7 separate regions of the Mus musculus genome follow, and all the other regions are linked to region 4. The links are chromatin contacts, called in public HiChIP or PLAC-seq and promoter capture Hi-C maps. All regions are on one chromosome and are shown on one strand. Each heading gives the region's core, a stretch centred on a gene start, on an enhancer-like site or on the middle of the called end of the contact. The rest is flanking DNA. Distances are from core to core; before and after follow the strand shown.

Region 1 (3,113 bases), core at 482-2,981, 1.7 Mb after region 4:
GACATGATCCTCATGCCACCACATGCCCAGCGACATCAGTCCCTGTCACAGTTCCCCTCGATTTAGAACTGCCTGAAAATGTCCCCAAAGTCCTTGCACTGAGACACCAACAACTTAAAAAGGCAAAGTCATCTCAGGGTGCCCAGAGTAGGCTGCAGAAAGAGGGGTGTCCCACGCACCAGCCCCCTCATTCATTGCACCTTATCTTACCTCCTCCTGGCAGGGAGGGGAGGTGCTGGCTGACAAGGGGCTTCAGAGTCTTAGCTGTGCCCTGTCATGGAGAAAGCCTTTTTAAATCCTTTTGTAGGTGGGAAGCGTCACCCAGGGGAGACACAGAGTATAGTAGGAGTGGGTGCTAGCGGGAGAAGGAACCCCCAGAAGACAGGGTTGTCCTGGACAGGCTTGTAAGGAACCAAGGCGCAGCCTGGCAGCAACAGACCCCTGCAGTGGCATCCAGGTAGCCCCCAGTGTGGGAAGACACCTGAGAGGGGGATCTGAGCAAGACCCCCAAATGGAGGTTTGTTCCTCGTGTCCACCACATGCCCAGTGACATCTGTCTCTGTCACCTTGGCAGTCCATGCACCCTAAGGGGGGGGGCAGGATGAGGCACAGGCATTCCCTTCAGGAGAGCATGGGCCTGGGAGCCAGGGAACAGCCCACCCTGGGGCTTCTGGTGGCTCTAGGCACCTGGAGGGTGGGGTCACCAAAGTATCTTCATCCCCCACATAGATAAAAGAGCTGGGGTGGGGGGCTACAAGGATAGAGAACAAGTAGCACATGGAGAGCATGGTACTGTCCTCAGATCCTGGGGACAAGACCCTGGGGACCCAAACTTCTCTTTATATGCTCTCACACTGCAGAAGTTGCATGCCTCCCAGACACTCCTCTACCCTACCCACAGGCTTGCACTCACTTTGAAACATCTGGTCAACCTCCATATATATATATATTTTTTTCTCCCGACTGCCCAGCACAGCTGGCTCCACCTGACCTCTCTCCGTTCAAGCCCAGTCCTCCTGCACAGCAAGATCCTCAGGTGTCCCTTAGTCTCACGAGAAAGCCCCATCTTGTCCCTGGAGCATCAAAGCTTCCTAGCCACCTGGCTCTGTCTGTCCCAGCCGTTTGTCCTCTCACCCCATGTGCCACCTCTGTGGGTGCCTTTTCTGGCACCCCCATTCTAGGAAGATGGCCTTTTAAAATTTGAGTGCAAGCCAACCTTATTCATCCCTACTGGCTGTCTCTCCTCTTTTCCAGTCTTTCTTCATCACTCCCAGACTCCAGGCTGTACCTAGATAACTGCTCTTCTCCCCTTCACCTGCCTGACTCCCAGTAGCTGCCGCCTCCCAGAAGCCCTCCAGTCATGCACTCCTTCTGACGGATAATTACCTGAGCCGTGGCTGTCTTTGGCTAGGAGGTCCACTTCGAGGGTGGGGACAGCAACTGCAGGGCACCTTGGTCTGGTCCTTCACCTAGTGACACCCAGCCTGTAGTGCACACATCCCCATCAGTCCTCTATTTCCCATCACTGTGCGCACCCAGCAGCCATCACACCCAGAGCGCATGCATACGGCCACAGTTCACCCTGTTGACACACATGCACATGTATGCACACACAAGAGCACACACTCCCAGACCACCTCTGACACACATCACACAAACACTTATGTGCCTACCCAAGCCCTCACTTACCGCACACATGCCACACACCGCCAGGCACGCTCGTGTCACTTCAACGGGTGCCGCCAGGAGCTGGGTAGTGTGAGCGGCTGCTGGCCGCCTCTGCCTGCCAGCCTTTGCCAAGCAGTTTCCATGGCGACACATCTTGGCTCTGACAGGAACTGATGTGTGTGGGGAAGAGGGTCCCACAGAGGGGGCGAGATGGGAGGTCTCTGTGTCCTCCGCCTCTGGCACAAACAGGGGAGTGTCCCACGAGTGGCCTAGGCTTACACCTCATGAAGGGGGTTCTAGGCTGCCTGGCACAGGAGCAGACTTAGGTCATTCAGTCATTCAACAAACCTCCTGGCATAATCACTCCGTGCTGATGATGGCTGGGGCTACAGTGTTGTCTATAATGTAGGTTTACGGAGGATGAGGTCTGGGGCTGACTCAGTTTCCCCAAATCCCCTCAGAAGGCCCTGTCCTAGGGAGGTCAGCTAACAGTCTTCTGAGAATCAAGGCCCTCCATCCATCTTCTTTGAGACTTGAGACCAGGAGGGGATGCTGGGTACCCCTTAGACGACCACTCGCTCAGCACCCTGCTCATCTCCTCTCCCTGACTCCACGCATCCTGCACTGTTCCTTGCCTGGCTCCTATCAGAAGTCTTTTCTCACCCTTCTGCCCAGGCCTCTCTCCTGGCTCATTTTGGACAATAAAAGATGACAGATCTATGGTTCTGTCTGTAAAGTGATTTCCACATAGGCATGAGGACTCAAATCCAGACCTCGTAGCACCTACATAAAAGGCAGATGCAGGAGTACGCCCTTATAATTCCAGAGCCGGGGAAGCAGGGGCGGAGAAATCCCTGGGGCTTACAAGCCAGCCAACCTAGCCTGGGAGCTCCAGGTTCAGTTGAGAGCCTGTCTCAAAAGATAGTGTGGAGAAACAGGAGAGAGGCTGAGGGTCCACTGCTCCTCCAGAAGATCTAAATACACGTGGTGCACGCACACACATGGACACTGATTTATAAACTAAAGAGACGAACGGTTACACAGGGAGGAATATTTGCAGAATGAGGTTGGTCAGTGGGAAGCCCGGGGCAAGGTGGGAGGCAAAGTCACTGAACGTCACTGACTCTGGGGACTCTAGGCTGATGATGCTACATTGTAATGTGGATTGAATGGAGTCTAGCTTGTCCCCCTCCACCCCCCAAAGGCTAGGGTGCTGTAAGCTTGGTCCCCATGTGATCCCAGTACAGAGTCCAACAGAGCTCACTGATGGTCAGTCTAACCAACCCGGTGAAAACAGAGTTGAATGAGAAAGACCTTGTCTCAAAAGCCAAGGTGGGGAAGCTCGATCGGTGGTTAAGGGGACCGGCTGCTCTTCCCAACAACGTATCAGGAGGATCACAACCACCTGGGTCCCCCAGTTCCGTGGGATCCAGCACTGTCTTTTG
Region 2 (3,106 bases), core at 58-2,557, 1.8 Mb after region 4:
GAGGGGGAACAGCCATTGCTGTGTGGCCCTGGAGTAAGAAGCCTAAGAACTTCTTACCTATCGCTGCAGGCTGATTCCCAGCTAGGTAGCTTCCTCCAGCCATCCAGAACATTGAAACCCACAGCTCTGTAAAGGGCCCCTGCCCTCGGGCCAGAGTGCAAGGAAGGAGATGCCTCAGGCAGTTGCATGAACTGAAAGACAGGTCTGTCAGGAAGCCACTGTCCAGCTGAGGAGTGAGGCTACCTAGCCGATGGAGAAGCTGCATGTGTCTAGTTTCTAAGAACATAAGGCCCCAGGGTTGTGAGTGCACAGAGCCAAGTGGATATGTTCGCTCCACCCGGGGAGAAGCAAGAACTGCCCCCCTGCCCCCATGACCTTTCTATAGGCTGTGTCCTGACCAGTAGCCTAGTTTCCAAGATGGGATACAGGGAACTTTCTTTACATCTTCCTTTTGCATCTTTAGAATGATGCAAGCAAGTGAGGTGCGGCGGTTCAGGCCTGTTATCCCAGTACCTGGGAGGCTGAAGCAAGAGGACTGCCAAGTTTGAGGCTAGGCTGAGCAATTTACAGAGATCCCGCGACAGAAAAAGTAAAACAGGGGATTGGGGATTTAGGTCGGTGGTAGAGTGCCTGGCTTGCATGCGTAAGGCCCTGGTTCCATAACTGAAATTAAAGCAGGTGGGTATTCAATCTATCTGCCCATTATCGCCTTACACGCGGCTTTATGGCTTATGCGCCAGGCTTTGTTCTGAGCACTTCACACTCGGTTTATCTCCGCAACGCCTTTTCTCAGACTACAACACTGATACCGAGAGGCTAAGTCATTCGCCCAAGAGCACACAGCTGCAGCTCCCGAATGCAGATCATGTCCATCCTAGAGACAGGTCACTGGTTCCCTGGCAGGTCCTTATGAGGGCTGCGTGGAAACCGGATCAAACCAGAGAGCAAAGGCATGGGTCGGAGAGGATGCTACACGTGAGCTTTGGATTCCAGCCTTCGTGGTCTACAGGGAAGAAATGGCTGAAGAGGTTGAGGGTCCTGCCTAAACCGAGAGGTGTAGGCAAAAAGACCAATGGTAACGCAGGGGGCAGGGCCTATGGGAGAAATGCCAATGGCAGTCCGGAGGCAGAGACTGCCCTGGTATGGGCGGGGTCTGCGTGGTGCCGACCAATAGCATTGTGTGGGGCGGGGCCGAATGTCCGGGAGGGCGGTTGGGGTGGGGCCTGAGGGCGGTGGGCCTATGGCGGTGTGGGGGTGGAGCCTGAAGGCGAGCGGGCGGGTGCGCGGAGGGGGCGGCGGCAGCGGCGGTGAACAAAGAGGCGGCGGGCGCGGGCGGCCGAGCGGAGCCGAGCGCAGCCGAGCCGGGCCGAGCCGGGCCGAGCCGGGCCGGGCCAGGGCCCCTGGAAGCGGGCACGATGAGGGCAGCTGAGCAGGGGTCGGCGGGTCCCTGAGCCCCGTGCATCCGGCAGCGAGGGAAGCCCGGCGCAGCGCCCGTGGCCGCCCGCCCGCCATGGCCGGGGTCAGCTACGCGGCGCCCTGGTGGGTGAGCCTCCTGCACCGGCTGCCGCACTTCGACCTGCGGTGGGAGGCCACCAGCAGCCAATTCCGGCCCGAGGACGCCGACTACCAGCAGGTGACGCGCGCCCCCGGGTGCGGGGTCAGGGGCCCCGGGTCATGGCCCCTCCCAAGGAGCTGGAGCTTCCCCATCCCCTTTCATTCTAGGAGTCGCCTCCCGTTCACTGATAACCTTTCCAGGGATTAATGTCGAACACCCCCTGGAAGGTGTTCAGCCCCTCTGTGTCACCAGGGCCTCCGATCCGGATTGACGGAGCTGCCTCCCTCCCCTGATAGACCCTCTTCTGATCCTATGGGTTCCTGGTAGGCCCGTCTTCATCCTTTGGGCAGTCAGCTTCTCCCCAGCAGAGCCCCCGCTAGCCAAGGCTGGATCCCTGGGTTCAGGCAGGAGGGTATTCCTCGTTCTCTTTCCCCAGCTAGGGAATCCCTTTGCCAGACTGTTGGTGGGTGAGGAGCCTGGGCCATCGCCAGCCTTCTGTGGCTGCTAATGACCCCTTGCTTCACGGTCAGGCTGTGGGATGTACACAGGGTGTCGTGTGGTTGTGGGAAACCAGGGTGCCAGCAGTCTCTCTACCCAGGGTGGAAAATGAGGCCTGGCTGAAGTGGGGTGAGTGGGCCTCCGTCTGGGCTGGGGGCCATGGGGCACTTGGCAGCCCTCTCCCTGCGAAGCCCTAAGTCTGGCGTCCTGCCAAGTCCCAGCACCACCCCCACTACTGAACCACTGTCATTTGAGTGCAGAGCAGGGGGACTAGGGCTGTGGGCTTTTCCTTCCTGCTCCAGATTCCAGAAAAAAAAGAATGATCAGCCCACTTGGTCACTAAGCACCTCACAGTTTCTCTCCGGCGGCTCCTGGGACAGACAGTAGCCTGGGAATCAAGTACTCCTGGGGCTGTGCCAAATATCTCTGCCGCCATCCTCATCTTACTGAAGTTGAGGGTGAGAGAACACAGGACTGTCCCTGCTCCCACTCTCTGCCTACCTGACCCCAGCTCCAGTAGCTGATGGTGTTCCTGAGCAGATTAGAACAGGTGTGAGGGGTAGAGCAAAACCTGAGTCCTGAAAGACAGCAAGGAGATGCACCCGGGACCCAGGACCTCACCTGGGGATTTTGTGGGGAAGACCAGGCCCGGGTGAGGTGGAGGGACACGTGTGGTTTTCTTACTGTGTGATGGTATTGTTATGCTCTTTCTTGAAAGAACTCTATGAGCTATTCTTGGAAAGTTGCCTTCCTAGGGTTTGCCTGATGGTCAGTTTTGATGGTCCACTGGCACACAGGGCAGCCAGGTAGCATTTCCTGAGGTCAGTGGGCTGCCACCTGCTTCTGCTGCAGGAGGAACTTGCTAGTGACAGGGAAAGGGTGAGGATTCAGTCCCTGCAGCTCTTGGGAATCTGAAGGTAGTGAGTGGTTCAGGCCCGGCTCTGTAGGTCTTTAGATCTATGGGCCCGCAGCTCTGTGGCCCCAGTTGAGCCTGGTCCTGCCTGCTTTTGCTGCTCCACTGTGGGAGGCCTCTGACTCACGCTCCCTCCTGCC
Region 3 (3,399 bases), core at 691-3,190, 1.6 Mb after region 4:
ATATAAAGATTGAATGTGAAAGTCTGTCTGATGGATAGAACCCAAATATCTGTTACTTTCCTGGCTTTTCTGCTTTGTACTGTCAGGATAGAGTTAGTGAGCCTGCTGCACTTTCAGTACTGTTGGGATTTTTGGCCTGTGGTTTGAAGATGGCTTTATAGATATTGATAAAGAACAATTTCAGTAAAACCGATTGATAAACAACAATTTAGATCCAGACATGGTGGCATATGCCTTTAACTCCTTTTTTTTTGGAGAATGCTTTAGAACTGCTTATCAAAAGTGTCAAGTAAATGTGTATATGTTGAATTTTTTAATGTCTTTAAACATTTATTAACTGCCTGTGTGGAGGGGTGTGCACCTGCTGCAGTGCATGTGCAGAAGTCAGAGCCCAGTCAAACTCAGGTGGTCAGGCTTGGCAGGCCGTGCTCTAACTGGCTGAGCCAGCTCTCCATACTATGCATACAGTGTGTATGTGTGTGTGTGTGTGTGTGTGTGTGTGTGTGTGTGTGTGTGTGTGTGTGTACGTGTCCGAGCATGCACACACAGAAGAGTTAGATTTCCTGGAACTGGAGTTCCAGGTGGTTGAGCCCCACATATGCGTGTGGAGAACTGAACTGAACTGCAGTTCTCTGCGACATCAGTAAGCACTCTTAACAGCTGAGCCATTTTTCTAGCTTTTTATACATAAATTTCAACCCAGAAATTTCATAATTTAACTAGCTGTAATTTCTCACAAAGAAAGTCAGACAGGTGCCACTATCAAGGGGATTCCTGAACAATTTTTCTACTCTTCTACTGGAAATGATCCAGGGTTGTTTGATTGATTGTAACCTCAAATAAACTGTGCCAAGGATAACCCCGAACTACTTATCCTTCTGCATATGCCTCCTCACAGCCTATCATTCTCCTAAAACTTGCCCCTAAACCTACTGGGTTGACACTGCATGCCAGCAAGGGCCTGCACCTATGGTGCTTACCGAAGAACATATTATACAGCTCAGCCTGGAGAGAGAGCACTTGTACATATTCTCTCAGGTTTGGTGGTCCTGATTGTATATGGCTATGTTACTTTGAACAAAAATCCTATGAAAGCAAAGGTGTTTGCTATGAACAGTTTATTCTAGTACTTATACTATTGCATCGTATTTCCTTCCTTTAAAATACCATGGAGATTATTTCACAGGCTTGAGTCAGAAAGCATGGAATGAGCACATGGGGCTGGAGTGGTCGGGTGTTTGTTTACTCTTGCTTGTCAGTGCTAAGCACATTAACAGGAAAGCCTCCTTTCCCCTCCGTGTTTGTCTTTATAACATTTGGCGAAATGTTTAGAAGATTCCAGGGTTTCTGGCCTGACACCTGGGAGAACAGGCAAGGAGGACTTGGCTGTGAGCTGCTGCAGGTGGTGGGTTTCGGAAGCCTCTAAAGGATGGGGCTTGAGCTCTCACCCAGCTTTTCACACACCGCTTTGGGAAAACTGAGGGAACCAAGCGGGCAGCGAATTGCTCTCTTCCCCTTTCTTTAACTTTCAGAAACCCTTTTCTAGGCCATTGAATATCGTGCCCCGTTTCTCTGCGTGTCCTAAATCCTGAAGGTTTTATGTCAGTTTAGGGTTTTGTGCTGGGTTTGAGGTTCTCATGTTTTCAGGCTGGCAGCCACTTTGTTACGTACCCTGATATTTCTACCTCCACCTCCCCAGTGTGAGGTTCACAGGCATGTGCCACCTCACCCAACAAAAGCCAGTTTGGCTAAAAATAAATTAAAAAAAAAAAAAAATCCAGTTTGGCCTCTAGGTCTATCTATTTTCTGAAAATTTTGATTAGAATTTCCCACTGACCCACTAAAACCTCATCTCCCCTCTGCTCCCAGCTTGCTGAGTTCTCTTAGTGAGCCGCCCTTCTCTTTTGTTTGGCTCCCAGTTGACCACCTTCTGTGTCTGCCCTGCCTTCTGTCCCTCCTTGGAAGGCCCCGCCTTCCACAGATCTGGAGGCAGAGCTAGGCCTCATGTCCCTTTTCCAAAACCTTTTGTTTGTCCCCATTTCTTACCAAAGAGGTTCCAGATTTTTTAGCTGGCCCATCATCTGTCTTTAAGCCTTGCCTCCCCCCATCAGTGAAATTTCTGGCTATCCCTCCATTGTTAGGACCTTCCTTTGTAGCTTTATCTCTAGACTTCATCTGAGGGCCCTGCTCTGTCCTGCTCTGAGAATCTTTGAAAGCACCCTGGGAGCGGGAGCCACATTCTAGCCTTTTGGCTCTTTTCCCACTGCCTGGCACTTTTCTTTGCCTTGGGCTGCTGGTAGAACTCTGTGGGTGGCTTTCCTAGCAGAATAATGTGCTTGTGTATCCCAGAGAGAGGCAGTGGACAGAGCCACCAGGGGTCCGTCCCGTCCACCTCTTGTTGGAAATGGGTGGCTGGGGTGTCCTGCCTGCCTTCACTTTGCTTTTTGTCACCCTAGCCTTCAAATGGGACCATCCCTGCTGCTGGTTCCAGAGAGAACTGAGAGGCGCTGCCTCTGCCTGCCGGATTCATCAACTTACAGAAACGCATCCTGTTTACATTTCTGGCAGCCTCTCATTGATTTGGATGGTGGCCAGCAGCTAGCCACTCAGCCCTTGTGGGTTTCTAACCAATAGTTTCCCAAGTGCACATGCGCTGTGAGAGCACATGCAAACCCAGCATGGCCTTTGTGCACCACCATAGCCAGTTCTCCTTGCCAGCCTCCCATGTCCAGCGTAGCTTTAGTGTTTTCTGGAAAGACTTCAGTCAGGACTCGCTACAGTAAAACGACTGGGTGACCAGGGGCTAAAAATCCACTGGAAATGAGACCAGGATTTTCAAGTTTGTATCCTCATCTTTTAAAAAAAAGAAAAATAAATCCACATGCCCAGCAGACAGGGGCTCTCTTCTCAACCTAACATTTAAATGGCTAAATTTGTAAGTTGTCTTAAAGGTGCCCTTTGAACAGTTTAAAATGCTCCGTTGTTTTAGGGTGAAGTCATCAAACTGCTTACGACCCTTATTTATGTTTTCACAACTGACTGAAATGTACAGCTGCCAACAGATTAAATCTGCAGTAAGAGTCACTTGGGGCTTTCCTCTGACTGTTAGAGATTCTGTCTGTCAGCTTCTGGCTTCTCTCTCCCTCTCTCTCTCTCTCTCTCTCTCTCTCTCTCTCTTTCCTTCCATCTTTAGGTGTATTAGAGGTCTTAGGTTTCCTTTACTTTTCTTATTTAGGTACTTGGCCTCTTTTTTGTCATTTTGGTTTTGTTTTGTTTTCTGAGACAGGATTTCTCTGTGTAGCTCTGGCTGTCCTGCAACTCACTCTGTAGACCAGGCTGACCTCCAATTCAGATAGCCTCCTGCCTCTGCCTCCAGGTGCTGGAATCAAAGATGTGCAC
Region 4 (3,450 bases), core at 773-3,272:
GCCAAGCTAAGGACAGACCTGTTTCCTACCATGTTCTGGAGGTAAACTGAGGCACAGCACTTCCTGTCCTGCCTCTTTAAAGCCTCTGCCTCCAGACATGCCTTTAAAGTATGGATTGCCCGCCCCCCGCCCTCAAGGCAGCTCACCATATACCTCTGCACCATATACCCCTGCACCGTATACCTCCCAGGTAACACCCTCCCAGGTGGGAGAGGCACAGCTCATCTGTCAGTCCGTCCTCACAGTGAACACTGGGTCCTGGCCTGTGTCGTCAGAGACAGGAGCATACCTAGCATTGTTCAGACTAGCAAAGGTCAGATGTGACCCTGGGGGTTCTGTATAAATGGAATCAGGGTTGAAGGCGATGGGCTGGGGAGGAGTGGTGTTAGTTCAGGCTGGGTGGTATCTCATGATGCTGGCCAGGGTTTAGGTCAGGGCGTGACCACGGAGAAGGGGAGTGTTTCAGGGCTGGAGGGTCTGGAGTTGACCCAAAGTAAAGATGGAGATCAGGGTGAGCTGATGGTTTCAAACCATTCGAAGTCAGAGATGACCTCTGAAGACTTAGGCTGTGTGAGATAAGGGTTAGGGGTGGCCCTAGGACCTTCAGGTTAAGGGAAGTCAGGGGTAACGGCTTCTGGCTGGTAGGATGGGGGTCAAGAGTGACCCCAGGTATTGAGGCCAGGTGGGATTAGGGATAAGCTGGGTTCAGAAAGGGTTGGAGATCATGGGTAGCCAACTCCAACATGGGAGGAGTGGAAGACAGATGGGGTTGGGGAGTGTGCAAGTGTGTGTGTGTAAGTGTGTGTGTGTGTGTGTGTGTGTGTGAGAGAGAGAGAGAGACAGACAGACAGACAGACAGACAGAGTCAGAGTCAGAGTCAGAGAGAGAGAAAGGGGTTAGAATGGACCCAAGTGTTCAGGCCTGTCCAGGGTCAGGGTGACAGGATTTCAGGCTGAATGGGAGTCGGGCCCATCCAGGGATCAGTGCCCAATGAGTTAACTGGGGAGTCAGGGTTAGTTGGGTCGTGATTAAGATCAGGACAACCACGGGGTCAGAGCCAGGTGATGGGTGAGATCACCAGTAACTTAAGGATCAGGCTCAGCTGGGCCGGGTGGGATGGAGATCTGTGTAACCAGGGGTCAGAGCTAGGTGGGATCAAGACTGGGAGATGGCTAGGGAATCAGAGCCGGATAGAGTCGAGATTAGAGGGGCTAGGGCCTGGCAGGGTCGAGATGGAGGAGGGAGTGACCAAGGGCTGGGACCCGGTGGGAACGGTAAGAAATTTGAGGCTCGACCCAGGTGCCAGACCAGGCGGAGGCGAGTTCAGGGGGTGACCGGGGGGCGGGGGGTTCAGGTTGAGCAGGGTCGAGATCACAGAGTGACAAGGAGCCAAGCTGGGCGGGGTAGAGGTCAGGGGTGGCCAGGGGGTTCAGGCCAGGTCCGGAGAGGGGTGACCCGAGGGTGGCGCAGTACTCACTGTTGGGGTAGCTGCAGGGCGGGCGCTCCGCGCCTCTGGAAGGCCCCGTCCACGAAGACGCCGTTCTTGCCGAGACAGCGAAGATAGAAGTGAGGCTCCTGGAAGCTGAGCTGCAGGTGGCGCCGGGAAATGAAGCTCGACAGGCCCATGCTTAGGTCCACCGAGCCCTGCGACGAGTTGCGGCCGATGGTGACGCTGGGCTGTCGCATCAGGAACTCGAACTCCCGACCCTCCAGGCGAGCCAGGGCAGGCCCGGGGCTCTGGCGCACGGAGGCAGCGGCCGCGGCCACCAGGGCGGGCGCGGTGGTGGTGGCAGTGGCGACGGTGGAGGGCACCGGCCCGGGGCCGGGCTCGGCGGGCAGCGCGGGCGGCCCGGGTGGAGGTTGCGCCGGCGGCGGCGGGGACGTAGTGGCCGGGAAGGCGGCGGCCGCAGCCGCGGCGCATAGCACGGGGCTGCAGGGAGCCGAGCGCAGCGCCAGCAGGGCGCGGGCGCCGCTGTCCTCGCCGACTTCGGCCATGTTCGCGCAGCTCCGAGCGGCTCCGGTGGCGGCCGAGGCGGCGCGGGGCGGGGCGGGGCGGCGCGCGCGGAAACCCGGGCTGGATCGTGGCCTGGAGCGGAGCCGGGACACCGCAGGACCCTCGCGCTGCGCGCGCAGCTTCCACTCGAGGTGGGCGGGTGCAGAGAGACACAGAGCCCCCTCCTCCAGTCCCGAAGGGTGCTTGGATTCATCACGTTTTTAGGGGTGTCCTATTGAGGCTGGAGTTTAAAGTCCAGGGATGCTTGAAATGGTCTCTGCTCCTTACTGATCGTTTCTGCACAGCTACTCTTTCTGTGCTTTGCTTTTTTTTTTTTTTTGGTTTGGTATAATGTTGCAAATTACATTTTATTCATTCATTTATTTACTTGTGGTTCTTTACCACGTGTGTGTGTGCGCGCGCGCGCGCACGTGTGTTTGTGTGGTCAGAGAGGACAGCTCTCAGCAGTCTATTCTCTCCTACCCTGTGGGGTTCTGAGGATGGCATTGAGGTCGACAAGCTTGGTGACAAGCACCTTTATTTACTGAACCATCTCGATTGTTCTTGTTTTGTTGTTTGAGATCCTGTCTCATACCAAGGCTAGCCTGGTTTTGAATACCTAGATCAGGCTGGCCTCAAATTCATGATCTTCCTGTTCCAGCTTCCTGAGTGTAGCTATTAAGGTGTGTGCCTAGCCCTTTAAAATCAATTTAAAAATTCATTTTTTAAAGACAGGGTCTATGTATGTAGACCAGATTGGCTTCTAGCTGACGACCAACCCGGCTCAGGCTCCGCAATTCTTGCTGGAGTCACAGCTGTGCACCACCACAGCTGGTTCCCCTTGCTCCTTTTAAGGCGAACAGTTCTGCCTGTTTCTAGGGACTGTGGACACCCGAAGATTGACGGTAGTTGAAAACACTTAAATGGTGAACTTGGCACCATGTGAATCCCTTGAGAATTTAAGGTCCTGCACTGGGATGCTAATTCCCCCAAGTCTTCCCCCAGGACCTGCAGCGCGCGAGTGCATGCACACACATACACACTCGATTTCTCACATTTAATAATGACTGAAGGAGCTGACACAGTTGGTAAATTGCCTGATGGCACTCATCCCCCAAGACAGGAAAGTTCATTCCCCGGGACCGACTTCAAAACCCATTGAGAGCTTCGATCTTCCCAGCGCTTTGGGTAAAAGGTTGACAGATAGATCCCTGAAGCTCATTGGCCAGCCTGCCTAGCCAATCAGTGAGCTCCACGTTCATAGTGGAAACACTGTTTCAAAACAAAAACAAAAACACGAATAAAACAGGGCTAAAGGAGCACACAGTTATTCACGCCTGTGCATGCACCGGCGCACGTGCACACACAAACACAAGTGCAAACATACACACACAAAAGAATGTCTAAAAATAATGATTGAGAATAGAGATAGACATAGGTCTTGCCCTCAGTGAGCT
Region 5 (3,286 bases), core at 224-2,723, 1.6 Mb after region 4:
CACTGAATTCCCACGCTGTGGCAGAGACATGGCAAAACTCTGCTGCCATGGTAGATCAGGGCATGAAGTCAAGGAGAGCCCCAGCACAGCTAATTGTGAAAAGTGTTACTGGAGTGGTGTGGAAGTCATGCTCCTGAGCCAGTAACCTCTGCACAGCATCTCAGCTGACAGAGGATGAGGATAGGCCCGGAACCTAAGCTCTGCTGGGCAAGTGCAGTGCCGAAGCCTTGAGGAGCCTCTGCAAAGTTCAGGCCAGCCTCCTTAGAGTAAACGTCTTTGGGGGGCTGGAGAGATGGCTCAGCGGTTAAGAGCACCGACTGCTCTTCCGAAGGTCCTGAGTTCAAATCCCAGCAACCACATGGTAGCTTATAACCATCCGTAATGGGATCTGATACCCTTTTCTGGTACGTCTGAAGACAGCTACAGTGTACTTACATATAATAAATAAATAAATCTTTTTTTTTTTTAAGTTGTCTTCATAGGAGAGCTGGGTCTGTGGCCCGAAGTCAGGTGCTCATCTGTCCATCAGTGGAAGGTGGCTAGTGACCTTGTTGCAACAAGGCCCTGCTGGCTGGGGAGGGAGCCCTGGGTGCCTAGGCTCCTAGAGTGGGCAGAGATGGTGGCCAGAGGTTGGTTGGGAAAGCCACCGTGAAGGCACAGTCCCTGGGTGTCCCCACTTTCTCCTTGTCTGGTTTGGGAGCTCTCAGGTGACTCCTGCTAGAAAGCACTGTCCAGGTTTGTGGTTGTTCTTACGCTGATGTTCAAAAAGTTATAGTGTCTCTATTACCATTTCTTGGTATTGGTTGGTTGATTTTGTTTGAGGGGGTGGCTTTTTACTTTGAGCTAACGTCAGGCCTAGAGAAGAGCTACAAGAGCTATTCTGAGTGCTCCAGTGCGGTGCACCGCTGTCTGGGCCTAGTCTCCTTCTTTCTTCCTGTTCCCCTTCTTCCTCCTCCCCTTCTCTCCCATCTTTCCCCTGTCATGTTTTCTGTGGTGTTTTCTAACCCTTGCAGCAACTGTAAGGATCGAGTTAAGATCTTGATAAACTTTCTAACAGGCAACAAGTTTAATTCTTCCCCATTCCCCTCTCTCGTGAGACATGGTAGAAAACGCCTTTTTTCCTCCCTCCCTCCCTCCCTTCCTCCCTCCCTCCTTCCCTTCCTCCTCTTTATTTTGTCTCAGAGACTGTCAAACTCCGAAGCCTATGCTGGTCTTGAACCCTGGTGACTGTTTTTTGGCTGGGCCAGTGAGTGCTGGTATTACAGGCTGAGCCACCACATTTGGCTCTATCTTCATCTAGGGAAGGATTCTATCTTACATGAGAAAGAATTCTGTGGGGCTGGGGAGATGGCTTGGTGGTTTAAAGCGCCCACTGCTCTTACAGCAGACACCGGTTCTTTATAGAGCAGGCTTCATTTCCTCCCTGCCTTGAGGAAATGGGGATCCACTTCGGGAATCCCCCGCTCCAGCAGCACAAGCTGCAGCCCCCCACTTCCTTCCCAGAGGCCCCAGAGGGGGGACTGGCTACTCTCCTCTGAGGACCTTTGAAGGGAGCTTGCTGGAGCTTGTAGTTCCATTTAGGGCTCTTACCCAGTTTCCTTTTAATTGACATGCAGGGTCTGTTTAACTTCCTGCTGCTATTTTGTCAAATAGCTGTGGTTTAATAAAGATGCACACGGCCTGTAACAGACTGTATAATTGGAGCGTTCCTACCCTGCAAGCTGAGGCTCTGAAGTAGATCTTAGCCCTGAACCTGCACTGAGCTACTCAGGATTATTAAACGGAGATGATTAATCCTCCTCCCAAGCAAGGCAGGAGCTGTCTTAAGTAAATAAGCAGGCTTTGTGGAAACTTTGTTCTTTTTCTTCAGTTTTTTAGAAGTGTATAATTCAAGGACTTTTCAGTAAATTTCCCCAAGTTGTGCAAACATCACCCTAAAACCATTTTTAAAACATTTCCATCACACCAGTGAGATCCATCCCACCCATGCACATTGGCCCCAGCTCCCAGCCCAGACAGTCCTTCAGCCATCTTCTGCCTGTAGACTCCCTGGGTGTTTCCTGTAAATGCAGTCATACAATAGCTGCCTTCTTTTTGTTGTTTTATTGTGCTGCTGTGGGGCAGGAGGAGAAGGAGACTCACAGTGCCCATGTACATGTAGAGGCCAGAGATTAATGTCACTATCCTGTCAACTCTTCATCTTTGCTTTGTATTGTCTTGAGACAGGGTTTTGTGTCGCCCTGGTTGGTCAGGAATTCACTAAGTAGACCAAGCTGGCCTTGAACTCACAGAGATGCACCATGAGTGCTGACATTAAAGGAATGACCACCACATCTGATTCCTCCGGCTTTTTTTTTTAAGCATTTTTAATTTTATTTATTCGGGGTGGGGGGTTGCTCTCATGTGTATCTGTGCACCATGTGTATACCTGGTACCCAAAAGATTCTAAGGGAGACCCTTGGATCCCCCAGGAACTGGAGTTACAGGGAAAGGGTTGTGAGGCACCTCATAAGTGCTAGGAATGAACCCTGAGTCCTGTGCAAGAGCTGCCAGTGCTCTGAAAGCTGAGTCAACTCCAGACCTATCTTATATTTAGAGGCAGGGTCTCTCACTAAACCTGGAGCTCACCAATCGGTAGACTGACTACTAGCCATCACTACTCCCAGTGCTGGAGTTTCAAACACACACTGCCATGCCCTGGTTTTTCCGTGGGTTCTGAGGATACTTCACCTGCTGAGCCAAACCCCCCAGCCGGCCCATAGATGACTGCTTTAATTTACCATTAACATGTTTGAGTTCCCTCAAGTTCTCCGTGCGTGCAATATCAGGAGGCCATGCACTTTAGTTGCTGTGTTACATTGTGTGGATGAACGGTGTTTTCTCCACTAAGGACAGTGCTGCTGTGAACAGCTCTGTCTGGAGCTTAGACCTGGGTCTTTGTGCATGCTGGGCAGGATCACCACTGAGTTCCATCCTAGCCCTCTTCTCGATGTATATTTTGGGACAGTCTCACTCAGGTGCCCGGGCTAGCCATGAACTTGAGATCTCCCTGTCTCAGCCTTCCTAGTGGCTAGGATTGCAGGCCTGAACCACGAGACCATACTGTTAGGAAGCTTTTAAATGAGAGATAAATATGGACAGTGCTCACTAAGGGCTTTATTCTTTTAGGGTGTGGTTTCTCCCTTATGTCCAGCATTATCCTGTTTTCTGTGAGAACTGGAGCCTCTTGGTAATGGTAACTTTGCTGATTTTTGTAGTGGGGTCATTCCCTGGGGAGGAGTCTGTC
Region 6 (3,033 bases), core at 56-2,555, 1.7 Mb after region 4:
GTCACTGTCTCAGGAGCCATACCCTCCACCCACCATTCTGAAGCTAACATCCATAAGTGTGGCCCTCTGCCAGGTATGGCCCTCCTAACTGTGGTATACTGAGAATACAGGGACCAGATTCTCCCTCCTCCCTCCCTAGCATCTCTGGCTGAGCCATTTTCTAAGCCCTTGTTGCTCCAAATCTGCCAGTCTCTTCCTGATGAAGAGACCTAGAGAGACTCACTGTGAATCCCCAAGTCCCCTCAATGCCCAGCCCAGTGTCTTCCAAGAGAGCAGGAGGCCAGTTAAGATTTGCCTTCAAACCTCCTCCAGAATCCATCTCTACCATCAGGCAAACCCTAGATACTTCCAACCTCAGCTTTCCAGCCTGTAAAATGAGTATTCCTCTGAGCATCAAGCACAGGTCTAGGGCAGTGTGTGTTATAACTAGGTCATGGCCAGGAATGAGAGCACACACTATATAACCAGTATAGACCAGTAGGGGGCAGGATGCTAAAAAGACAAGTCACTCTGCCAATCTGAGTACCTAGCTGACCCAGACCATCTCCTTCAAGCCAAATCTGCCTGGGGCTGTTTCTTACTAGGGGGATCTGGGCAGATGCTCTACCACTGAGTCACACCCCAGCCCCTCACTGGGAGATTCTAGGCAGGGGCTCTACCTCTAAGCCATGCCCCAGCCCCTCACTGGGGGATCTGGGCAGGTGCTCTACCACTGAGCCATGCCCCAGCCCCTCACTGGGGGATTCTAGGCAGGTGCTCTACCACTGAGCCAGCCCCTCACTAGGGGGATTCTAGGCAGGGGCTCTACCACTGACCCACACCCCAGCCCATCACTGGGGGATTATAGGCAGGGGCTCTACCTCTAAGCCACGCCCCAGCCCCTCACTGGGGGATTCTAGGCAGGGGCTCTACCACTGAGCCACACCCCCAGGAGTCCAGATGACTCCAGCCCATCTCTCCTACCTATGGGCTGCAGGTAAATGTGTTTCCGGGCCAGGCTCTGCTTCCGGAGCTGCAAAGAAGCATGGAAGGTCTCGAAATCCTCAGGGGCTTCAGGGCGGCTCAGGAGCCAGTCATAGGCTGAGTGAATGAGCAGTGTGCTGAAGAGAGTCCGGTTAGGGTTGTAGGCCTCAGACAGGAAGAGTCTCTCCGACGGGGAAAAGGCTGAGGTATACATCTGCTTCAGGGCCAGGTCACAGGAGATCAGGGCATCCTTCAGGGCCCGGGGCCCGAAGCTGAACTCCTGGGGTGGTTTGCACTGCACCATGCCGTGTGTTTGGCCGCTGGCCACTCCTTTGATTTCCTTTTCCGGGCCATGAATCTCCCAGGGGACAGCCACGGTCTCTTGTAGAACCTTCTCTCAGGCTTAGAGAGTACCCGCTCAGGGCTCCCAGAAGATGGAGGCTGGACTGAGAGACCACGAGGCTTAATTCTGCCTCTTCTGAAACTTCTCAGCAAGGTGAGCAGAAAAAAGCCTGCTGACCCCCTGTGGAGGACACATGGGGCCCAGTCACTGCTCTGAGCACACATGACTGTCTCTCAGACAAAACACAGTTTTCCTGTGAACTGGAGTCAGAATGATCTCATCTACACACACTACAACCCAAATCAAGTATAAAGGGGTGTGGACATGTATGCATTTATGTGTGTGTGTGTGTGCGGTGTGCGGTGTGTGTGTGCGTGTGCGTGTGTGTGTGTGTGTGTGTTGGGGGCAGGAGAGCAGAGGCTGATGTCAAGTCTATCGCTATCCACCTGACTTTTGGAAAAAGAGTCTCTAACTGAACCCAGAGCTTAAAAGTCCAACCAGCCTGGCTGGTCATCAGGCCCACAGAGCTGCCACCTCAGTCTTTCATATGGGTGTTCGGGATTCAAACTTATGAATCCCTTATCCATGCTTATGTGGTAACGTTCTACCCACTGAGCCATCTCCTCATTCCAGAATTGAGTATGGACGTGCATTTCCATAGGACTCCACCCCTGCTCTGAGCCCAGAGAAGCCAGGCATATATAAGGAGGTATCTACCCTTCAAGGCTAGGGAGGTTCCTTCACGGAAGGCAGAGGCTGCTCCTCCTGCCTTTTATGATCACAAGACCCACCCTGTCCCCTCACAGAGCCACCCAGACCCTCCTCCCAAACCATAGGGTTCCTTGCAGGAGCATCGTGTGCACCCAGGGGCTGTCTTCTGGGGAAGACGCCGCCCCAGTGTCTCCCAGACCCTGGTTTCTAGAGTGTGAACATGGTCTAAGATACAGTTCTAACAGTCAGGAGCCAGCATGCTGACCACAGCAACCTGGAACTGTAGGCAAGCAACCAGGTAGACAGGCGGAGGGACTGCCCGCTGTGGTACTCAGTGCCTACCAGCATCCTCCCTCCTGGGAGTGTTTCTTTCAGGTCATGCTTGGCTCCAGCAACTGGCTGCTTGGAGCTTCCTATTGCATCTCAGTGCAGGGAAGTCAACCGAGACAGGAACACATAACACAGACCACGGGAGGCAAGGCGCCGCTTGCCTCCTCTGCCCTCGCACGCACCCACACCCAGCTCCTGCAGAGGAGGAAGTGCGGAGCCATGGAGGCCCTGCAGGCGGCTAAGCACCTGACTCCTCACACATCCCACCAGCTTATTTTTGTTTCTGGAAGCCAATCACACCACCTACTTAGACTCCACGCTCTGCCCCAGGCCTGCACGCAAGCAAAGCACCCCAAGCTGAAGCCCAGGGGCCGTGCTGTCTTACGGTGACCTCTGAATTGTGCTTCAGGGTTGTAGCTATGTCAGCTTCTCTCTCTCTCTCTCTCTCTCTCTCTCTCTCTCTCTCTCTCTCTCTCTCTCTCCCTTTCATTCTTTTTTTTCTTTCTTCTTTCTTTCAGTGCTAGGGATAGAACCTGTGGCCTGACCTAAGTTGAGTAAAGCCTATCCCCGAGCCACACCCCCCAGCCCCTCACTGGGGGATTCTAGGCAGGAGCTCTACCACTGAGCCACACCCCAGCTCCTCACTGGGGGATTCTAGGCAGGTGCTCTACCACTGAGCCACGCCC
Region 7 (3,175 bases), core at 123-2,622, 1.7 Mb after region 4:
TTGTCTCTATCTTGGTAATGGGAGACCCCAGCATGTTGGGCTTCTGCAGAAAATATCACTGCAGGCTGGAGAGATGGCTCAGCTGTTGAGAGCACTGACTGCTCTTCCTAGAAGTCCTGAGTTCAATTCCCAGCAACCACATGGTGGCTCACAGCCATCTGTAACGGATTCTGGTGTATCTGAAGACAGCTACTGTGTAGTCATACACATTAAATAAATAAACAGGGTTTCACTGTGTAGCTCTGACTGTCCTGGAACTCTATAGACCAGGCTAGCCTCAAACTCAGAAATCTGCCTGCCTCTGCCTCTGCCTCTGCCTCCCAAGTGTTAGGATTAAAGGCATGTTCCACCACTGCCAGGCTAATAAATAAAATCTTAAAAAAAACAAAACCAAAAAACTACTCTGCGTTTACATACTGAGTCTGGGCTGTTATTCTTTGGCAAATCATGGGTCCTTAGACAAGCAAGAAAAAAAAAACCTCCCAGGAGAATCCTTGTATTAAGCTTAATGTTGCAAAGCCACCCAGTTGCAGAGAGCTGTTTACTCAAAAAAATGAATGTGTGCTGGGGAATAGTCCCTTTGCAAGCCTAAGAACAGGAGTCGCCAGAATCCATAAAGGAGATGGGATGGGGGCGGAAGGGGACAAAATAAAAGGAGGGCATAGCGATACACATTTGTAACCCCAGCATTGATGAGGCAGACAGGATCACGCGCGCGCGTGCGCGCGCGTGTACACACACACACACACACACAGAGGCAAATGACATACTGTTTTCATCTATCACTGGCCTGCTGGGCCACCAGGGAAGTGCTCCCTATCTGGCCTGGGTTGGAAAGCCACGGAATCCTGGAGAGTTCAGAGAGGCTTGTGATAGCAAACCGTCAGCTGAGGGTTTAAAGCAGTTGGTGCTGGCCCATGGGCAGTCTTATCCTCATGGCGCCAGACCCCAGGTCTAACAACTAGGGAGTCAGTCACCTTGGCCCCCAACATCTCAGTTTCTTTACAGAAAAAAAACAAACATGTAAATAGGCTGATGTCCCCAATCTCAAATCTTGCGTATCGTTAAGGATGGTGCTTTATGCTCTCTTTTCAACTCAACATGGCGACCCTCGGAACCTCTGCCCACTGGACTACATAGTTGCAGCCAGTGTTTGCCGAAATCCAACCCGGGCTCCTGAAGTTGGATCTGAGAGCATGGCTTCCAGGTAGAAAGTTAGTATTGCCTGCGGGAAGCCAATTAATTCACGCATCCCACGAAACAAAACAAAACAAAACAACAACCAAAAAAAAAAAAAAAAAGCCCACAAGACCACAAGAACGGATTGCGCCGTGCAACCCCGGGAGAGTGCTTGGTAGGCCCCTTGCTCGCGCACACTTTGCGCGTGCACAAGATTCGTCGGGCTCCGGAGGAAGGACCACATCCGGGGCTCTGTGGCCGCGGCACGGTTGCCATGGTACCAGGGCGGCTGGCAGGCCTCCCAAGCCGAGGGCAGAGCTCGCAGGACCCGGAGGCCGCGCAGCGCTGCCGCTATGAGCCTGGGCACCACAGATATAGCCTCGGAGACGGTAAGGAGCCTTGGGGCGGAGGGAGGAAGGGCGCACGGTGGCAGCCAGCTCCGGCAGGCCGATTATTACCGCACAAGAGCCATCTCCGGGCGTCGGCCGCCACCGTGCCCGCGCCCCAGCAGCCTCTAGCTCCCGCCTGCGCTCGCGGAGGCCACTACTTCCAGGAAGCCCCCGGGACTGCGCCCCTCCCGCACGCGCTGCGGGTCTGAGGCTGCAGCCGGCCGACGATAAGCTCCTCTCGTAAGTGTTGCTGTAGGCTGTGGTCTCGCGACTCCCCGGAGCGATCCAGGGCAAGGGGGAAGTCCTGTCCCCAGCCTCCCCCAAGGCTAGTTTTGCACGGGTCCGGGAGTCATCTCTGGAAGAGGTGTGCCTCTCTCACTCTCTGCGTGTCGGTATCAAGTGAACTTTGTACATTCCGGGGGGCGGTGGGAGAGGGGCGGTGGCTATAGGACAGGGCAATAGGCTGATGTAGGGAGCAGCTTGGTACAGGTTTAGAGCCAGTAGGAGCATTAAATGTAAAGGCCGCAAGGCCGGGGAAAGTAGCACACCGGAAAGCAAGCTTTTGGAGTTGAGATTTAGAAGGGCACTGAGGGAGGTAGGCAGGGACCTGGCCATGGTGAAATATGACTTTCAAGGGTCCAGGGGACGCCTGTGAGAGCCTCCACAACAGACTGAACGACTAAGCCTTAGGTCAGCAGAGAGCAGCTGGGATTCCCTACTTGTTCCTGCACTCGAAGCTTTCCAAGATTTGCCTAGTTTTGGAGGTCGCTCTCTCAACACTGCCTTCAGTAGCTGCCCCCAGTAACTGCTCCCTCATCTCTGTTTTTTGGGTGCTACTGGGGACTGAAACCCTCATGCCAGACTAGAGCGCTACAGATAAACCTCCCCAGCTGGGTCACTGGGGGATTCTAGGCAAGCACTTAATTTCTGACTACCACTGAGCGCCCCCCACCCGCACCCCTCACCGGGCTCGCTCGCAGAACTGCATCTCCAGACCTTTAAGAAGTTAAAACCATCCCCACTAAGGGTGGGACTTGGTGGGGGAAGACTTCGAACCGGATGTAAAGTAAATGAATAAATTAATGAAATTTCTTGTGTTGAGATTACAAAGATAGTTCATGACTCTTTCAATACATATGGCAAGTTACCATAACCTAGCCATCCACAGAAATCCAATTAATATAAATTGTGTTTCTCATATGCATCTCCTCCCATACATTTTTAAAAAAGAGATCATATTTCTACAGTTGTATAACTCTTACCATTAATTTTGTTGCTAGCATTTTCGGTATTTTTTTTTAAACGCTCTTTGTATGTAGCCCAGGTTGGCCTCAAATTCAGCCTCCTCCTGCCTCAGCTTGCCAGATCCTAGGATTACAGGCTTGCACCTCCAGGAGGTTGGTGTTCCAAAATGTAACCAAGGACTGGGGAGACTGGGCTCAGTGGATAAAATGCTTGCCTGCACTCCCGAACCCACATCCAAGACCCATGGGTATGGCTGCTGCCTGTAATTCCAAATGCTCAGGAGTTGAAGACAGGGGAACTCCCTGGGCAAGCTGGCTAGCTAGACTAGCTACAACTGGGTTTAGCAAGAGAGCCTAGGTCAC

Evidence for each region. Promoter capture Hi-C pulls out the DNA fragments that hold promoters and counts their contacts. HiChIP or PLAC-seq counts read pairs in DNA pulled down with a chosen protein or histone mark.
Region 1: a contact with region 4 is called in a promoter capture Hi-C map of embryonic stem cells, with 7 times the contacts expected there. The contact joins the promoter of Amz1 here to the promoter of Foxk1 in region 4. A contact is called at or near these places in 6 of 39 promoter capture datasets (3T3-L1-derived adipocytes, cranial neural crest, embryonic stem cells and 2 more), 7 of 115 datasets of contacts at active chromatin or transcription factors (embryonic forebrain, embryonic stem cells, epiblast stem cells and 2 more) and 1 of 9 other capture datasets (macrophages).
Region 2: a promoter capture Hi-C map of pre-B cells shows a contact between it and region 4, with 6 times the contacts expected there. The contact joins the promoter of Ttyh3 here to the promoter of Foxk1 in region 4. A contact is called at or near these places in 6 of 39 promoter capture datasets (the 3T3-L1 cell line, 3T3-L1-derived adipocytes, embryonic stem cells and 3 more), 6 of 115 datasets of contacts at active chromatin or transcription factors (astrocytes, embryonic forebrain, embryonic stem cells and 3 more) and 1 of 9 other capture datasets (embryonic stem cells).
Region 3: an H3K27ac HiChIP or PLAC-seq map of stem cell-derived neural progenitor cells shows a contact between it and region 4, with 10 times the contacts expected there. The contact joins the enhancer-like site here to the promoter of Foxk1 in region 4. A contact is called at or near these places in 3 of 39 promoter capture datasets (cranial neural crest, hippocampal neurons and second pharyngeal arch cranial neural crest), 12 of 115 datasets of contacts at active chromatin or transcription factors (VIP interneurons, acute myeloid leukemia, bone marrow-derived macrophages and 7 more) and 1 of 9 other capture datasets (liver).
Region 5: an H3K27ac HiChIP or PLAC-seq map of T-cell acute lymphoblastic leukemia shows a contact between it and region 4, with 7 times the contacts expected there. The contact joins the enhancer-like site here to the promoter of Foxk1 in region 4. A contact is called at or near these places in 2 of 39 promoter capture datasets (cranial neural crest and embryonic stem cells), 19 of 115 datasets of contacts at active chromatin or transcription factors (the NIH/3T3 cell line, T-cell acute lymphoblastic leukemia, bone marrow-derived dendritic cells and 15 more) and 2 of 9 other capture datasets (embryonic stem cells and liver).
Region 6: a contact with region 4 is called in an H3K4me3 HiChIP or PLAC-seq map of the 230-238 cell line, with 8 read pairs. The contact joins the enhancer-like site here to the promoter of Foxk1 in region 4. A contact is called at or near these places in 1 of 39 promoter capture datasets (embryonic stem cells), 1 of 15 datasets of contacts at CTCF or cohesin (large pre-B cells), 9 of 115 datasets of contacts at active chromatin or transcription factors (the 230-238 cell line, differentiating embryonic stem cells, embryonic forebrain and 4 more) and 1 of 9 other capture datasets (embryonic stem cells).
Region 7: a contact with region 4 is called in a promoter capture Hi-C map of pre-B cells, with 6 times the contacts expected there. The contact joins the promoter of Iqce here to the promoter of Foxk1 in region 4. A contact is called at or near these places in 21 of 39 promoter capture datasets (the 3T3-L1 cell line, 3T3-L1-derived adipocytes, the C10 cell line and 12 more), 2 of 484 Hi-C or Micro-C datasets (B cells and embryonic stem cells), 15 of 115 datasets of contacts at active chromatin or transcription factors (the 230-238 cell line, SST interneurons, astrocytes and 9 more) and 2 of 9 other capture datasets (adipose tissue and liver).

The regions. Positions count from the first base shown.
Region 1 is chr5:140,722,745-140,725,857 of GRCm38.p6, reverse strand. Amz1 (archaelysin family metallopeptidase 1) reads right to left here and starts at 1,731. Exons shown (of 8, transcript NM_173405.2): 1 at 1,690-1,731; 2 at 1,387-1,484.
Region 2 is chr5:140,647,232-140,650,337 of GRCm38.p6, reverse strand. It overlaps Ttyh3 (tweety family member 3), which reads left to right and starts at 1,307. Exons shown (of 14, transcript NM_175274.5): 1 at 1,307-1,633. The coding sequence starts at 1,511.
Region 3 is chr5:140,790,257-140,793,655 of GRCm38.p6, reverse strand. All of the region lies in intron 1 of Gna12 (guanine nucleotide binding protein, alpha 12), which reads left to right. Among named protein-coding and RNA genes, the nearest start is that of Gna12, 38 kb to the left of the region's middle. Within about 2 kb of position 1,940, at least 160 of the 459 cell types and tissues checked have an H3K27ac peak or open chromatin away from gene starts, as enhancers often do. A contact at or near this core is called in acute myeloid leukemia, bone marrow-derived macrophages, kidney and 3 more, where this site is marked.
Region 4 is chr5:142,400,069-142,403,518 of GRCm38.p6, reverse strand. Foxk1 (forkhead box K1) reads right to left here and starts at 2,022. Exons shown (of 9, transcript NM_199068.2): 1 at 1,478-2,022. The coding sequence starts at 1,995.
Region 5 is chr5:140,770,083-140,773,368 of GRCm38.p6, reverse strand. All of the region lies in intron 2 of Gna12 (guanine nucleotide binding protein, alpha 12), which reads left to right. Among named protein-coding and RNA genes, the nearest start is that of Gm30745, 22 kb to the right of the region's middle. Within about 2 kb of position 1,473, at least 68 of the 459 cell types and tissues checked have an H3K27ac peak or open chromatin away from gene starts, as enhancers often do. A contact at or near this core is called in T-cell acute lymphoblastic leukemia, bone marrow-derived macrophages, forebrain and 1 more, where this site is marked.
Region 6 is chr5:140,739,518-140,742,550 of GRCm38.p6, reverse strand. It overlaps Amz1 (archaelysin family metallopeptidase 1), which reads right to left. Exons shown (of 8, transcript NM_173405.2): 3 at 964-1,486. The coding sequence starts at 1,267. Among named protein-coding and RNA genes, the nearest start is that of Gm30745, 8.7 kb to the left of the region's middle. Within about 2 kb of position 1,305, at least 25 of the 459 cell types and tissues checked have an H3K27ac peak or open chromatin away from gene starts, as enhancers often do. A contact at or near this core is called in the 230-238 cell line, where this site is marked.
Region 7 is chr5:140,700,575-140,703,749 of GRCm38.p6, reverse strand. It overlaps Iqce (IQ motif containing E), which reads left to right and starts at 1,372. Exons shown (of 23, transcript NM_028833.3): 1 at 1,372-1,568. The coding sequence starts at 1,533.